3 separate regions of the Mus musculus genome follow, and all the other regions are linked to region 3. A link is a contact called in public promoter capture Hi-C and targeted proximity ligation data. All regions are on one chromosome and are shown on one strand. The core of a region is the stretch at or near the end of the contact, and the rest is flanking DNA. Distances in the headings are between cores, read along the strand shown. Region 1 holds the start of Ap5b1 (adaptor-related protein complex 5, beta 1 subunit). Region 2 holds the start of Malat1 (metastasis associated lung adenocarcinoma transcript 1 (non-coding RNA)). Region 3 holds the start of Clcf1 (cardiotrophin-like cytokine factor 1).

What was found. Promoter capture Hi-C pulls out the DNA fragments that hold promoters and counts their contacts.
Region 1: a contact with region 3 is called in a promoter capture Hi-C map of neutrophils, with 3 times the contacts expected there. A contact is called at or near these places in 1 of 39 promoter capture datasets (neutrophils) and 3 of 130 datasets of targeted methods (kidney, microglia and pancreatic cancer cells).
Region 2: a contact with region 3 is called in a targeted proximity ligation map of pancreatic cancer cells. A contact is called at or near these places in 2 of 39 promoter capture datasets (the C10 cell line and pre-B cells) and 1 of 130 datasets of targeted methods (pancreatic cancer cells).

What each region holds. Positions count from the first base shown.
Region 1 is chr19:5,566,536-5,569,383 of GRCm38.p6, reverse strand. Ap5b1 (adaptor-related protein complex 5, beta 1 subunit) reads right to left here and starts at 1,360. Exons shown (of 3, transcript NM_001362046.1): 1 at 1,301-1,360; 2 at 777-944; 3 at 1-680. The coding sequence starts at 926.
Region 2 is chr19:5,801,135-5,803,927 of GRCm38.p6, reverse strand. It overlaps Malat1 (metastasis associated lung adenocarcinoma transcript 1 (non-coding RNA)), which reads left to right and starts at 1,256. Exons shown (of 1, transcript NR_002847.3): 1 at 1,256-2,793.
Region 3 is chr19:4,212,943-4,215,988 of GRCm38.p6, reverse strand. Clcf1 (cardiotrophin-like cytokine factor 1) reads right to left here and starts at 1,751. Exons shown (of 3, transcript NM_019952.5): 1 at 1,489-1,751. The coding sequence starts at 1,504. Gm45928 (predicted gene, 45928) reads right to left here and starts at 1,564. Exons shown (of 4, transcript NR_132309.2): 1 at 1,489-1,564. LOC102631992 (a long non-coding RNA gene) reads left to right here. Exons shown (of 4, transcript XR_003952884.1): 3 at 237-2,939.

The sequences.
Region 1 (2,848 bases), core at 111-2,610, 1.4 Mb before region 3:
TAGGAAGTGTCCAGAAGCTGGGCCACGGCAGCCTTCAGCTCTCGGGCGTCCTCGGGGCTGGGCTCTAGAACCGGAAAGCCACGCTCCTCCTCCCCAGCTGTGGGCCAGCTGGGCCCCTGGGGCTTAAGATGGGCATCCCATTCCTCAGCCAGGGTCCAGTCCCAGGGACAACTCCCAGTGGAGAAGTCCTCAGCCACCAGCAGGCCTTGCAGGCCAGCCCCAGACCTGGACTGTACCACCAAGGTGTCGTGTAGAACAAGGGCCAGAAGCAGGCTGACAGGCTGGATGGGACCTGTTTGCCCTGGGAGGCTCCGCAGCATCCCCAGGGCGCCGGCCAGCAGCCCAGGCTTACAGCGCTCAAGTTCTCCAAGGCATTCACAGGCTGTGGCCTGTAGATGGCGCTGTTCTGAAGGGGTTCCAAAGCTTCGTCCCAAGTCTCGGCCTGAAGCTAAGCCAAGAAGTAAGGGCAGAAGCCGGCAGGAAGCTCCCGAAGTGGGTCCGAGAGCATCTCCTGACACCAGGGCTGTAGTGGCTGCCAACAACAGGAGCCTCCGGAGAGCTGAAGGTCTTGTGGGCAGGAGGACAAGCGTGTCCAACAGGGAAGTGGCAGCAGCCTCCGCGGCAGGTGCATCAGGCCAAAGTTTATCAGAGTACTCCAAGCTCAGTGTCAGTAAGGAAACCTGAGATGGGGGATTTAAGAGGAACTCGTTGAGTTCAGCATGCGGTAGTATGAAGCAACCATATGGACCACGGCAGGGCACACGGGCAGGACCTACCTTGGTCTGCTCGCTTAGCTTTTCACTCCTTAGGTCACTCAACAGGTCGCGACCCAAATCCTCACCTTCGGCACCTGCCAGAAAGGCGGATGGGCTGGCTCGGAAGGCCCCCAGGCGCTGGGCCCAGGCTTCTCGACCTAGGGGCCCCATGGTCAGTCATCCACTTCTCTGTAAAGGGAAGAGAGCATCAGACACCGAGGCGAGGACGACGCGCAGGCCTTTACGGCCACTAGAGGGCGCCCAGGTCCTCCACCTTCCCGAGGGGCTGCTGTTACCCTAGGGCCGTCTTGCAGACCCCTCCCCGCCCCCCAATGCCTAGGTCCCGAGATGAACTCTGGAGGCTTCGGAGATAATGCCGGAAGCAACAGCCCGGGCCCCTGCAGGATAGGACCCGCAGGATCGGGGTGGGGGTGCCCAGAAGGTGCGTGCGGAGAGCTCATTAAGCCTCCCGCCTACGAAGGGCATCGAAACCACAGCGTCGCTCGCGCCCCTGGCGCCCGTGGTAACGGGTCGGCCTCTCTCACCGCTTGAGTCAGCTGCCGCGGGCGCTCGGTCGGCTCCTTCCGGGCTGGCAGGCTGGCGGCGCGGGCCGGGGCGGGGCGCGGCGCTCGGCGCGTGGGCGGCCGGGACGGGGCGAGCCCGGGGGCGGGGCGTAACGGAGCCTCCGCCTGCCACGCCCGCCAGGCCGGCAGGTGCCGACTCGCCGGTTTCGCCAGGTCTGAGTAACTGTCTCGCCGTGCAGGCCCCCTGCCCCGAAACTGCCGCAGGCACGGGCAGGGGCGGGGTTTGGTGGGCCGGGCTCCCGGTCCGCTCCCCGATGGAACTGCGTTCCCAGGCCCTGGAGCAGAACAGCGGCTTGGGCAGATCGGGAAGGCGGCCAGCGCGTCCCCCAGTCCTCCCGCCCGGGCCCGGTGACTGCGCGCTTGGCCCGGCTGCTTGAATGCGGGTCTTCGGGCGGCCGCTGGGTGGCGCGCGAGGCGCAGTCCCAGGGCAGAGCAGGAAGAGCAAGGCGTGGGTCACTGCGGGACCGGTCGAACCGGCGCCGCAGGGCTTGGCTTGGCGTCCTCAACGCTGACCTGGCGTCGGGGGTGCTGGGGGGGACCACCTCGCTCTGCTTGGAGGCGAGGACCCGGGGCCAGGGTCGCAGCCGGATGGTAGCTGCTGACCTTTGCCCGAAGTCGCACGGATTGCCTACAGGGGTCGGGCGCGCTAGAGTAGAGCGAGCAGGGCGGGACCTTAAGACGCAGCGAAGCCGAAACACAACGGGATCCTGACTCTAGGTGTGCGTGTTGGCGGGGCCTGGAGGGTCACTCAGCTCGTAACACACCTAATATGAACCGAGAAACCAAGGCTTGAGAAGACAACGGCCGGGCTGCCAGACTTCTGGCCAAGTAGTACACACGCTACCTACTAGAGTCCAGAGGACTGTATCTGGGCTTGTTGGCGAGTCCCAGGCTGTGGGTGCTCACTGGCCCGCTAGTTTCAGGGGCTCAGACCTTCTGTCGTCCAAATCTCATACTCACCGTCCTATAAAGCCTCCTGCTAGCCACTTTGAAGATGAAACACCTGAGCCCCCATTGCTAGCCTCTGGCTATTTCTTTGTCTTTGTCCCTTTGGGTGGCCCAAGTTCCTTCCTAGCCCCTTATCCTGACCTGGCTGCAGATGAGAGTGGTGAGGTAGGGTCCTAAAAAGAAGACTGCCTGGGCCCCCAGAACAAGGGTAGAAGAAGAGAGAATGGAGACATGGGGGCGTTGGGGGAGGCACGGGGAGCTAGAAGACCTGGTCTCTGCTCTTCTGGGCTCTGGCTCCACAGCTGACTCACAGGCGACAGCTCTAAACCACTTCCCTCTAGGTGCCTCAGTTTCCCCATCTATAAATTGGGAGTGATGACTCCTGTTTAAGAAGCTTTGGGGTGGGGCGCCCGGCTAATTAGGCCCAAGATGAAAGAGGCCAGGGTGAGAGCAGCCCTGGGCTGGGAAGGCAGGTTGGAGTAGGAGCCTGTCTGGTTGCCCTGTCTGAGGCCCAGAGGGCGCTGATAACTGCAGGTCTGGTGTCCCAGCTCTCGGTAGCCA
Region 2 (2,793 bases), core at 7-2,506, 1.6 Mb before region 3:
CGTACGAGCAAAGTATGTGTCTTAACACTTAATGGATGACATAGAGACCAAAAAAGCCATGTCCGTGGGCCCAGTAGGCCGCAATAAGGGGCGACCAGGAAACTGCAGCACAGCCCCCCGCAGCCGCCCTGCTCCCACACCAGTCATTCCAGCACCGTGGTGAAGGCGCTTGGGGGCGGGGCGGGGCGCGCCTGCGCAGCGAGGCTCTGCAGCAGAAACTTTGCCTAGACCGGCTGGAACCGGTTAGAACCGGTCGAACCCGGCCGGCTGCCAGCCCTCGATTCAGCAGCTCACAAAGGGAGGCGGCGACTCACGACCCGCGTATCCTTGCGCCTCTCCCCACCCCCTTTGTCCTCGCGACGGGTTCCGCGGTCCTCCCCGCCCTCCCTGGCGCGGCCCCCGCTTTCTGCGCCCAGTGACGCTTTCTCCATGGTCCTGGGAGAAAGAGAAAAACATCCTTTCCCCTCCGTCGTAGTTTTAGGAAGCGATGAGATAGACCTGGGGACCTTGCCGCCACGGGCCGGGCTCTGACGGTTATTAGCGCAGTGCGGGTGGTGCTCGGCATGGCCGCCAAGGTCGCCGTGCCCTCACCTGCAGCGACCATGGCCTTGCTGGGCTGAGACCGCAGCCTAACATGGCGGACGTAGGCAAGCACCAAAGCGCTCGTGTACCCGGGCTCGGAAAAGTGGCCCCGAGAGCAGCCGGAGGCTGCAGGTCGTCCCTACAGGAGCATTCCCAGTATAAACCAGTACAAAGTGTCACCACCTCAGAAGCCACTCGCAGGGCCGGTCACTTTCCGAGAGACCTCCATCTTGTTTCGCATGAAATGGCAGCCGCTCGGGGAGTTACAAAATGGGAAGTGGAAGCTGAAGCTGTGGGAAAGCCTGTTTTAACACTTGCAACATACGCTATACCCTCTGTCCTCCCAGGAAAACGCAAAAGGTGTTGAAACATCTGAAAAACTTGGGGCTCCCATTTTTAATAGCTATTAGTTCATGTTTTTTCTCCTTGTGACCAGAAATTTTAAACCTATTTGTACCTATTTAGCTGGTACAAGCTAAACATTTCTCTGTATTAGCAAGGTCCAAGAGGCCCACACGACGTCAAGAAAAATCTAGAAACTTGGAAGTCAGGATCTATTTTTAACTCTCTGAGGAACTATTTTTCTTCCTTCACCAAGGTGGTGGAGGGTTACTAGGTTCCGGTGGAGTGACGTGTCCCTTTGCAATAAATACCGGCGCTCCGGGCTCTGCGTCAGGCATTCAGGCAGCGAGAGCAGAGCAGCGTAGAGCAGCACAGCTGAGCTCGTGAGGCAGGAGACTCAGCCCGAGGAAATCGCAGATAAGTTTTTAATTAAAAAGATTGAGCAGTAAAAAGAATTAGAACTCTAAACTTAAGCTAATAGAGTAGCTTATCGAAATATTACTTAGTCTTAATAATCTAAGAAGATCTTAAGAGATAACATGAAGGCTTATTTAAACAGTTTGAAAAAGGAAATGAGGAGAAAAGTATTTGTACTGTATAATGGAGGCTGACCAGAGCAGTTTAGGAGATTGTAAAGGGAGGTTTTGTGAAGTTCTAAAAGGTTCTAGTTTGAAGGTCGGCCTTGTAGATTAAAACGAAGGTTACCTAAATAGAATCTAAGTGGCATTTAAAACAGTAAAGTTGTAGAGAATAGTTTGAAAATGAGGTGTAGTTTTAAAAGATTGAGAAAAGTAGGTTAAGTTGACGGCCGTTATAAAAATCCTTCGACTGGCGCATGTACGTTTGAAGGCATGAGTTGGAAACAGGGAAGATGGAAGTGTTAGGCTAGCCGGGCGATGGTGGCGCACGCCTTTAATCCTAGCACTTGGGAGGCAGAGGCAGGCGGATTTCTGAGTTCGAGGCCAGCCTGGTCTACAGAGTGAGTTCCAGGACAGCCAGGGCTACACAGAGAAACCCTGTCTTGAAAAAACAAAAAGGTTAGGCTAGTATTTGGAGAAAGAAGATTAGAAAATGGAAGTGAAAGACGAAGAAGACATACAGGAAGGTGAAGAAAAAGCTGTTAGAGAAGATAGGAAAATAGAAGACAAAGCATCTTTAGAAGACAGAAAAGGTACTTAAAGGCACAGGTAGTAGGAAGCCGAAGAATAGAAGATAGAAAGAAGCAAGATAGAAAAACAAAATGGAAGTTAAGACAACTTTGGATGCCAGCATTCAAGATAGGCAAAGAAGATAAGATTGAGGCCAAAAGGTTGGATAAGATATAAAGTCAGAAGGAAATTATCTTTAAAGCCATAAGTTCAAATTTCTGATGGAGCGAGCAGTTTAGAAGAGTCTTTAGACAGCCACATACAAGATTGAAGCTAGCAATCAAAGCTACTAGGACTGAAGTAAAAAGTTAAGGCAGAATGCCTTTGAAGAGTTAGAAGAATATTAAAAGCCTTAACTTGTAGCTTAATTTTGCTTGATGACAAAAGGACTTTTGATAACAGTTTCAAGATTGTCAGCATTTTGCATTGGACTTGAGCTGAGGTGCTTTTAAAATCCTAACGACTAGCATTGGCAGCTGACCCAGGTCTACACAGAAGTGCATTCAGTGAACTAGGAAGACAGGAGCGGCAGACAGGAGTCCCGAAGCCAGTTTGGTGAAGCTAGGAAGGACTGAGGAGCCAGCAGCAGCAGTGCATGGTGAAGATAGCCCAGGAAAGAGTGCGGTTCGGTGGAGGAAGCTAGGAAGAAGGAGCCATACGGATGTGGTGGTGAAGCTGGGAAAGGGTTCCAGGATGGTGGAGCGAGAGCGAGTTGGTGATG
Region 3 (3,046 bases), core at 502-3,001:
TTCAGAGAGAGAGACAGACAGACAGACAGAGAGAAAGAAGAAAGAGAGGAAGAAGAAGAAGAAGAAGAAGAAGAAGAAGAAGAAGAAGAAGAAGAAGAAGAAGAAGAAGAAGAAGAAGAAGAAGAAAGTGAGAGAGAGGTGTGAATGATGTTCCCCACCTCTAGTCTCTCTCTAAGATTCGGTCTGCCGCTGCCATATACATCCATCCTCCTGTCTGCCCTCCTTTCTTTTGGCAGGTTCTTCCTGCTCCTAGGCTCTGGAGAACACGGAGATTGGGGGTCTCCTAGAGGAAAGCCTTCTGCACCCCAGTGTAATAGAAAGGTAGGTGAGAACATGGGTGTGGGGACTTTGAAGAAGCTACGCGGACTTTGCTTGAGGGGATCAGCTCCAAGAACTGGGGCGGTGGAAGTTGGCAGTTCGCTGGCCCTACCTTCTCGACCGTGACCTCTCGATCTCGGACCCCTCCCGGCGGCGATGGCGCCTTCCCCTTGTGTGGCCCCGGCGCCCCCGGCCCCGCCCCCCCGTTCGCTCCCTTCCCGGCGGCGGCGGGGGCGGAGGCGGGGTCCGGGCGTTGGGCTTCGGGGCTCGGCTGAGCCGCTGCCCGCTCCGGCGCGTCCACTCCCTGCCTGGCCCGCCCTCCTGCCACGGGCCGCCTAGCCAGGCAGCCGCTCGAGGGGCTGCCGGCAGTCTCGGCGCTCCCGGCCGCTGACGGACTTTTTCCTGCTGGGTCCGGCCAGGCTGCGTCTCCCCCACAACACCCTCCTGCAGTAATCACTCCCAGGCCACCGCGGGCTCGGGGCCCCGGCCACCCCGCCGCGCCTACCTGCCTCTGGCTCCCAGGCGGTGGGCAGCATGGAGGGCTCCGGCCACGCCGCGCGCAGCGTAGTAACCGGAGTCCCGTGGCGGCCCGGCCCGGCCCGGCCCGGCCCAGCTAGGTTTGCTCTGCCCTCCGCCCTCCTCTCGCGCGCCCTCCTGCCCTCCCCGCGGGCCGAGGAAGGAGTTCAGCGCGGCCCGAGGTGTCGGCCTCCCCCTCGCTTCCCGCTGCTCGGCCGCGGGCTCCCCCTCTGCCTCTCTCCCTCCCTCTTCCTCTCCTGGCCCCCTCCTCCCTTGCGCCGCGGCCCCCCCCCCACACCCTCGCTGCCCGCCTCGGACTCGCTCGCCCCGATTCTGGCGCGGGGCTCTGTGTCCGCGGGTTCCCTGGGACCCCGCCTCGCCGCGGCTCCAGGTGGCCGCCCGTCCAGGTCTGAGGGTTGTCCAGGCTCCCCGCCGCGTTCTCAGCCACCTCCTGGCTCCGCCAAGCGGACTCCAGGAATGCCGCGTCCCCACCCGGCCCCTCTCGAGGGCGCCCGGCCGTACCTCCCCAGCCCGAGCTCTGCTCCCCGGCCCGGCCCGGGCTTGGGGCTCCGAGGGTGGGGAGGAGGACGGGAACCGGATCTCACTGGTGCTGGGCGGGGGCGGAGGCCTCGGCCTCGGACGCCTGGCTCCTACCTGCTCGGAGGTCCATGGGGCTGGGGGCCGGGCCGGCCGGGCGCGGCTCCTCTCCCAGAGGCTGGCGGAGTGGGAGGGCGAGCCGCGGCTCCGGCGAAGCTTTAATAATCCCATCCGCCAGGCCCACTCGCAGGTTTTTTTCTCTCGGTTTCGCATTTTTTTTTCGGTGTGGGACATTCTGCAAACTTTTTTTTTTCTGACGTGTAAAGCTGTAACCACAAATTGTAGCAGCCCTCCCCGGGTGGGGGGAAGAGGGGGGAGGAGGGAAGGGAGGGCTTCTGGGGCTCCTCTCCCTCCCACAACACTGAGGGGGGGGGTGGTGAGGTGAGGCAAGGCTGCGACGGTACCACCCTAGGCCTCCTGGGGGAGGGGGCAGGGAGGGCATCGTCCCTCGGCAAACTCCTGAGAGCTTGGAAAGGGAGCTGGCCTTGGTGTGGGCTTCTTCCTTGGTGTCGGCCAAGGCATGCTGGCCTTCTTCCCTCTGCTCATTGCCGGGTTGAGGGTCCCTGTACCCACTCTACCTCTGCCTCTTCATTCTAACCTTCCCTCCCCCTCCCACTTGAGTAAATGCAATGACACATTCTCTCAAATGCCAGCAAGCTGGCCTCCAAGCAAGTGATGGTGTTTTTCCTGCTGCCCTTTGTCTGGGCTGACCGCCCCCCTTGCCTATTGTCCCGCCACTTGTCCCACTTCCAAAAGCTAGAGCTAAGTGTGGCGCCAGGGGCTGGGGCAGGTGACTAACCAGCTCACAATGCCCCCTGAGGAGGGGAGAGGGCACCAGGGCCCAGCTTCTCAGTCAAGTTCACAAGGGTTTTCATTCTTCCCGGTGACCAGGGAGAGTGCACATGGGTGGGGGATTTGTAATTCATTAATCAGCACAAGGCACCGGACCAGTTTCAACACCAGAGGCTTCACGGGTGACTCAGCGGGAACTCGAAGATTCAAGGCCATGGATAGACCCAGCATCCCGTTAGTGAAAAGCTTCCCCATCGAGACATTTGGCATCCTCTTCCCTTTGGGGGTTTGGGTTGTTGGTTTTTCCGGTGGTGAGGTAGGGGTGGTTTGGCTAAGAGCATTCTCCCTCCTTCCCCTCAGGCCTGGGTTGGGACTTTCTGAGTGGGAGACCTAGGGGACCCATAAGCCTAGACCCTCCCAGGAGGGTCTCCTTTCCTCCTCCTTCCTCCCTCTCCAGAGGGCTGCCAGGGAGAGCGAGGGAGCATGAGAGCTAGTGCAGAGGAAACAGCTGTCATCTGGGGCTTGGAGGCAGCCCCATTCTGTGATTTTTCTTGGGGGACAGTCATTTGGTCCCCAAGTCTTGGGTGCTTGTAGAAGCATTCCACCAATTAAGTCATCTGATAAGTTGCTGTGTTGTTTCTCTGTAGTCTCACCAGGGGTAGATAGCGGTGGCAGCCAGCCGTGGAAGGTGATGCCTGTCTCTGGAATGGCATGAGGTATTCACCCCCCCCCCCACTTCTGCTGGGACCCCTGGGAAAGGAGGGCACTCTGCCAGTCCAACACAGCCCCTCCAGCCTGTGGGTCAGCGTGGGCATCAGTCATG